Regions from separate parts of the Mus musculus genome. Here region 1 is linked to region 2. Evidence: chromatin contacts called from public promoter capture Hi-C data. All regions are on one chromosome and are shown on one strand. Each heading gives the region's core, a stretch centred on a gene start, on an enhancer-like site or on the middle of the called end of the contact. The rest is flanking DNA. Distances are from core to core; before and after follow the strand shown.

Evidence for each region. Promoter capture Hi-C pulls out the DNA fragments that hold promoters and counts their contacts.
Region 1: a contact with region 2 is called in a promoter capture Hi-C map of embryonic stem cells, with 7 times the contacts expected there. The contact joins the promoter of Proca1 here to the promoter of Wdr81 in region 2. A contact is called at or near these places in 3 of 39 promoter capture datasets (embryonic stem cells, liver and pre-B cells).

The regions. Positions count from the first base shown.
Region 1 is chr11:78,193,232-78,196,030 of GRCm38.p6, reverse strand. It overlaps Proca1 (protein interacting with cyclin A1), which reads right to left and starts at 1,329. Exons shown (of 4, transcript NM_001368876.1): 1 at 1,077-1,329. The coding sequence starts at 1,158.
Region 2 is chr11:75,453,205-75,456,205 of GRCm38.p6, reverse strand. It overlaps Wdr81 (WD repeat domain 81), which reads left to right and starts at 1,489. Exons shown (of 10, transcript NM_138950.2): 1 at 1,489-3,001. The coding sequence starts at 1,767.

The DNA.
Region 1 (2,799 bases), core at 80-2,579, 2.7 Mb before region 2:
AAGGCTGAAGCCTGTTTGCCTTCCACTAATACTCCTAATAGATGTTGACAACATCAGCTGTTTGGGAGGGAAAACAGGAAGGATCAACGAGAAGTGGGATTTGGAGAGATAGTCTGCCTCTTTGTCCAAAGAGGACAGAGGGGAGCGGTGATCAAGGCAGTCGGTCCAGAGCTCCTGTGGCAGAATGAAGATGGTAATAGCTTGAAAGGAAGAGAAAAGCATGTGGTCTCTTCGTTGGGACAGGTAGCAGGGACCTAACTCAAAATGCACATTTATTTGTAGAGGATCCTCCTTATCCTGCAAAACCCCTCCCTTCCTTTGAGGCCCAGAGGACAGGCACTAGAGCAGCCAAAAGAATGTGTGTGGAGGGACAAAAAAAAAAAAAAAAAAGCCGGTCAGTGGTGGCGCATGCCTTTAGTCCCAGCACTTGGGAGGCAGAGGCAGGGGGGATTTCTGAGTTCAAGGCCAGCCTGGTCTACAGAGTGAGTTCCAGGACAGCCAAGACTATACAGAGAAACCATGTCCCGAAAAAAAACGAAAAAACAAAACAAAACAAAACAAAAGGTGTGTGGAGGGAAGAAAGAAAGAAAAAGGAAGAGAGAGCGAGAGCGAGAGAGCGCGAGAGAGCGAGCGAGAGAGCGAGAGAGCGAGAGAGCGAGAGAGCGAGAGAGAGAGAGAGAGAGAGAAAGAGAGCGAGCGAGAGAGCGAGAGAGCGAGAGCGAGAGAGAGAGAGAGAGAGAGAGAGAGAGAGAGAGGAGAGTGCAAGAGAGGCCAGTGAGCCCTGTTCTGGGAAATGTCTCCTAGCTAGGCACTTGGAGGTGATTATGATGTCACTTGTGGAATACTCAGACGCTTTCCCACCCTCAAGGTCAATGGAACTGGCCGCCCAGCCCTGGAGCCCAGATGAGCATTGGGCCAAGGGTTCTACCGAACCCTAGCGCCTTTGGGGCGGTAGCCCAGGCCAGAGGTTGCAGCCTAATGCTCAAGAGCTGAGCCTGGGTCGGGAGGAAGCCAAGTCAAGCAAACTTCCAGAGCCACGCCCAGCCACGCCCCCATCCTTCTGCCCCGCCCCTTACCAGTTCTCTCGGTTCTCTCAATTTTGCGGCCAGACCTTTCCTCAGTCCATCTTTTAACCGTTATTGTCGTCCTGACCCACATCGCTGTCAGCCCAGTTCTTCCACAGGACCCTACCTCGCAGAGTTCAACGTTGAACCTCAGCTTGGTCGAGCCCTCGGCCCAGCTGTAAGCTCCAGTCCAGCCCCTAGCTCCGCCTCATGCTTGCCCAACCCCCCGCCCGCCTCCCCCCCTCAGGTCTTCCAGCCCGGGTCTAAGCGTCAGTCGGGTTCTTCATCCGGGATCTCCAGCTCCTTCCAGTCCCTTCGTCACACCCTTAACGCCAGTACGGGCTTTTACCTTTACCTTACAGACCCAGCACTCAGTCCCATACTTAGCACCTTGCTGGTCCCTGCTTCTAGAAAACTCTAGCCCAGAGCCCCGCCCACAACAGTTGCTGGCCCCGCCCCTTCCAAATTCAAGCTCTAGCACCAGGACCGCCACGCCTTCTGGAGGTTAGCCAGGGACCAATCTTCATGAACGTATGTCCTTGCAGGTATCCTGGCTTTGCGTCTCCTTGGTGACAAGTCCCTCCTCCACTGTGTATAGTACACCCTAAAGCCCCCTAACCCCGGATCGCCAGACCCATCCCCCTCAGATCTACCCTTCAGATTTCCTCCCAATCCCTAGGCCCCACAGTGCCCTATTTTCCTGTTGAGAAAGTAAGGTGACTTACATTCGTGGTAACTCCATCCCAGTAGGAAACCTTCACGTTGCTCAAACACAGCGTCCACACTTCACTCGTATATCACACACGATGACGCCAAAAGTCTACACAGATCTAACATAAGAAGTACATGTGTGCGGGGTGGTGGTGGCGCACGCCTTTAATCCCAGCAACTCGGGAGGCAGAGGCAGGCTGATTTCTGAGTTCGAGGCCAGCCTGGTCTACAGAGAGAGTTCCAGGACAGCCAGGGCTACACAGAGAAACCCAGTCTCGAAAAACAAAAACAAAACAAAACAAAAAAGTATATGTGCAACTGTCCTATACATGCACCTCATGGGACTACACATTCGGGCAGGCCCCTGGGAGAACTGAGTATTGAGGTGACTTCTCACATGCACACTGGGTTAACCAACTCTGTACAAGACGATGTGAATGAATGAGAGCTGCTTCACAGATATCCCTCACGTCACATCTCTCAGTTTACCTCCAATCAGCTTCCAAAGCCAGAATAGGTGTACCTCAAAAAGCAGAGGATAGGCTGGCCATGGTGATGTTTGCCTTTAATCCACACACTTGCAGGTAGATCTCTGAGTTCGAGGCCAGCTTGATTTTCATCGTGAGCTCCAGGAGAGCCAAGATCAGGACTCAAAAAAAAAAAAGAGGGGGGGGGGTAGGGGAGAAAGCCGGATGTGGTGGCATGGGCCTGTGTGCCTTTGTTGGGAGGCAGAGGCAGGCAGATCTCTGAGTTTCAGGTCACCTGGGGCTGACCATGAAACCCTGTTTCAAAAATAAATAAATATAACCCCCTAGTAGTAAGGGTGGATTACTTCCTTAGAGTTGCTGGTCAGGGAAGCCTCTAGAACAATAGGGCTATTTACCACTGCTGTCAGCAACATTCCAAAACTGAATGGTAAGACCCTGTTGTTAATGATGTCATATGTGTTGGTTACAGGACTTGGGACTGAGCCAGAAGTGTCTGTACCAGTGGCCTGGCTCCTGTAGTACAGAAAGTGCAGTGA
Region 2 (3,001 bases), core at 240-2,739:
TCCATCCCCCAACCCCTTTCTCTTTTGAGTTAGGTTTTGTGTAGCCCTGGGTGGCGTTACCTTAACTACACTGGCTTTGAACTTGCAATGATACTCTGCCTGATCTGTCTTAATCATTTTGAGATAGGGACTCACTACATAGCCTTTGCTGGTCTGGAACTAACAGAGATCTGCCTGTTTCTGCCTTGCAAATGCTGGGAATAAAGTTATGTACCACCACACCTGGAGTTTAAGGGTTTTTTGTTTGTTTGTTTTTCGAGACAGGGTTTCTCTGGGTAGTCCTGGCTGTCCTGGAACTCGCTCTGTAGACCAGGCTGGCCTTGAACTCAGAAATCCGCCTGCCTCTGCCTCCCAAGTGCTGGGATTAAAGGCGTGTGCCACCACGCCCAGTTTAAGGGTTTTTTTTTGTTTGTTTTTTCCTGAGACAGGGTTTCTCTGTGTAGCTCTGGATGTTCTGGAACTCACTCTGTAGAGCAGGTTAGCCTTGAACTCAGAAATCTGACTGCCTCTGCCTCCCAAGTGCTGGGATTAAAGGCGTGTGCCATCACTGCCCAGTGATTTTTTTTTTTTTAATGTGTGTATTTGTATGGGTGTGTGGGTGCTTGTGGAAGCCAGGTGTCAGATCCCCAGAGCGGAAGTGTTCTTAACCGCTGAACCATCTCTCTTCCCTCTTCCCTAACTCTGATTTTAAAGGCACCAAACTCTTAGGTAGGAGACTATACACACACACACACACACACACACACACACCCGTACACACCCGTACACACCACATGACCATGCCTGAGCACACAAGTGGTTTTATTGCTGGTCTGGCCTGTGTATGAGCTGGAACCAAAACCTTTGTCGGGAGATCCGCAGTCTGCAGTTTGAGCACAGGCTCTCTGGTTTCTGTTCTCTGTCCTGTGTCGCATCTTGACTAGAGGCAGAGAAGCATCTGCAAGGCTGTGACCACGCTGGCTGGTGCTCTGCCATCTACATTTTCAACAGGAAATCTCAGGAGAGTATTTCCTTTTAAGAACGCCAGACTTTTGTGCCTGGGCCACTTCTCTACTTCCCAGAACATTGTGTGCCAAGTGGCAAGTTATTAACCAAGTGCTTTGGAAAATTAAACTCCTTGGTTTGCAGAGTAGCATGGGAGCATTGAGAGGGTGTATGCCTAAAGGCCTGGTTCTGCTGCTGGCAGAGCTGACACTTGGCTAAAGGGCTGGCATTTCTGAGATGAGCCTCACTAGATCCGCGTCTCAGAGTCTGCAGGAGAAATCAGAGAGGGGAGAAGGTCCAGTGGCCTGTTCAGGATGATCTTCCTCTGCATTTAAGGGCGGCTGGTTTGCCCACGTAGCCCCAGAACCAAACGAGCCTCGGACGAAGCCCCCTAAAGGCAGTAGGAGAGACTGAGCCTTGGCTCTTCAGCAGGGGTGGGGACAAGAGCAAGAGGCGGGATCTCGCCCGGCCCTTTAGAGACACGTGCGGTTGTTTCCGTGTCTGGGAGATCACATGACCCGCATCAGCTGACCCGTCACGGTGGAGCTCAGCGCTGGTGCTTCGCGCTCCCCGCCCTGCTGCGCCCCGGAGCGCAGGACCCTGCGGAGGGGTAAGAAAACCCCCAGGCTTTCTTTCCTTTGTCGCTGGTTCGCGCAGTCACCTGCACCCTACCCCCCGCTCCTCGTTCATCCCAGTCTTCCCGGCCTGGCACCCCGGAAGCCACTGCGAGGAGGGCCGTGGCCAGGCTCAGCCTTGCGCTGCCCCCAGGCGGCCAGGACCAAATGGCCCAGGGGAGCAGAAGGCGGAAAGTGGTTCTTACAGCAGGGTCCGAGGGCTGGTCCCCTTCCTCAGGACCTGACATGGAGGAGCTGCTCCGGAGCGTGGAGAGAGATCTGAACATTGATGCCCGGCAGCTGGCCCTGGCGCCGGGGGGCACTCATGTAGTGGCCCTAGTGTCCACGCGTTGGCTGGCTAGTCTCCGGGAGCGCCGACTGGGACCCTGTCCCCGGGCTGAGGGCCTGGGTGAAGCAGAAGTCAGGACTTTACTGCAACGTTCGGTACAGAGGCTGCCCCCAGGCTGGACTCGAGTGGAGGTGCATGGGCTGCGGAAACGGAGACTGTCCTACCCGCTGGGTGGAGGCGTGCCCTTTGAGGAGGGGTCCTGTAGCCCTGAAACTCTCACTCGGTTCATGCAGGAGGTGGCTGCCCAGAATTACCGGAACCTGTGGCGCCATGCATACCACACTTATGGACAGCCTTACAGCCACAGCACTGCCCCCTCAGCTCTACCTGCCCTAGACTCTATACGACAAGCTCTCCAGAGGGTGTATGGATGCACCTTCTTGCCAGTGGGTGAATCCATCCCATGTCTATCAAATGTCAGGGATGGGCCCTGCCCCTCTCGGGGCAGCCCTGCCTGCCCCAGCCTTTTGCGAGCTGAGGCTTTGCTGGAGTCGCCCGAGATGCTCTATGTGGTACACCCTTATGTGCAATTCTCCCTGCATGATGTAGTTACCTTCAGCCCTGCCAAGCTGACCAACAGCCAAGCCAAGGTGCTCTTTCTTCTCTTCCGTGTTCTGAGGGCCATGGATGCCTGTCACCGCCAGGGGCTGGCCTGTGGGGCTCTGTCTTTGCACCACATTGCTGTAGACGAGAAGCTATGCAGTGAGCTCCGGCTGGACCTGAGCGCTTACGAGATGCCTTCCGAGGATGAAAACCAGGAGGGCTCTGAAGAGAAAAATGGGACAGGCATTAAGTCTGAAAAAGAGGGGGAAGGGAGAACTGAGTGTCCCACCTGCCAGAAAGAACTTCGGGGCCTTGTGCTAGACTGGGTCCATGGCCGAATCAGCAACTTCCACTACCTCATGCAGCTGAATCGGTTGGCAGGTCGACGGCAGGGGGATCCCAACTATCACCCAGTGCTGCCCTGGGTGGTGGACTTTACCACACCTTATGGGCGCTTCCGAGACCTTCGTAAATCCAAGTTCCGACTCAACAAGGGAGATAAGCAATTGGA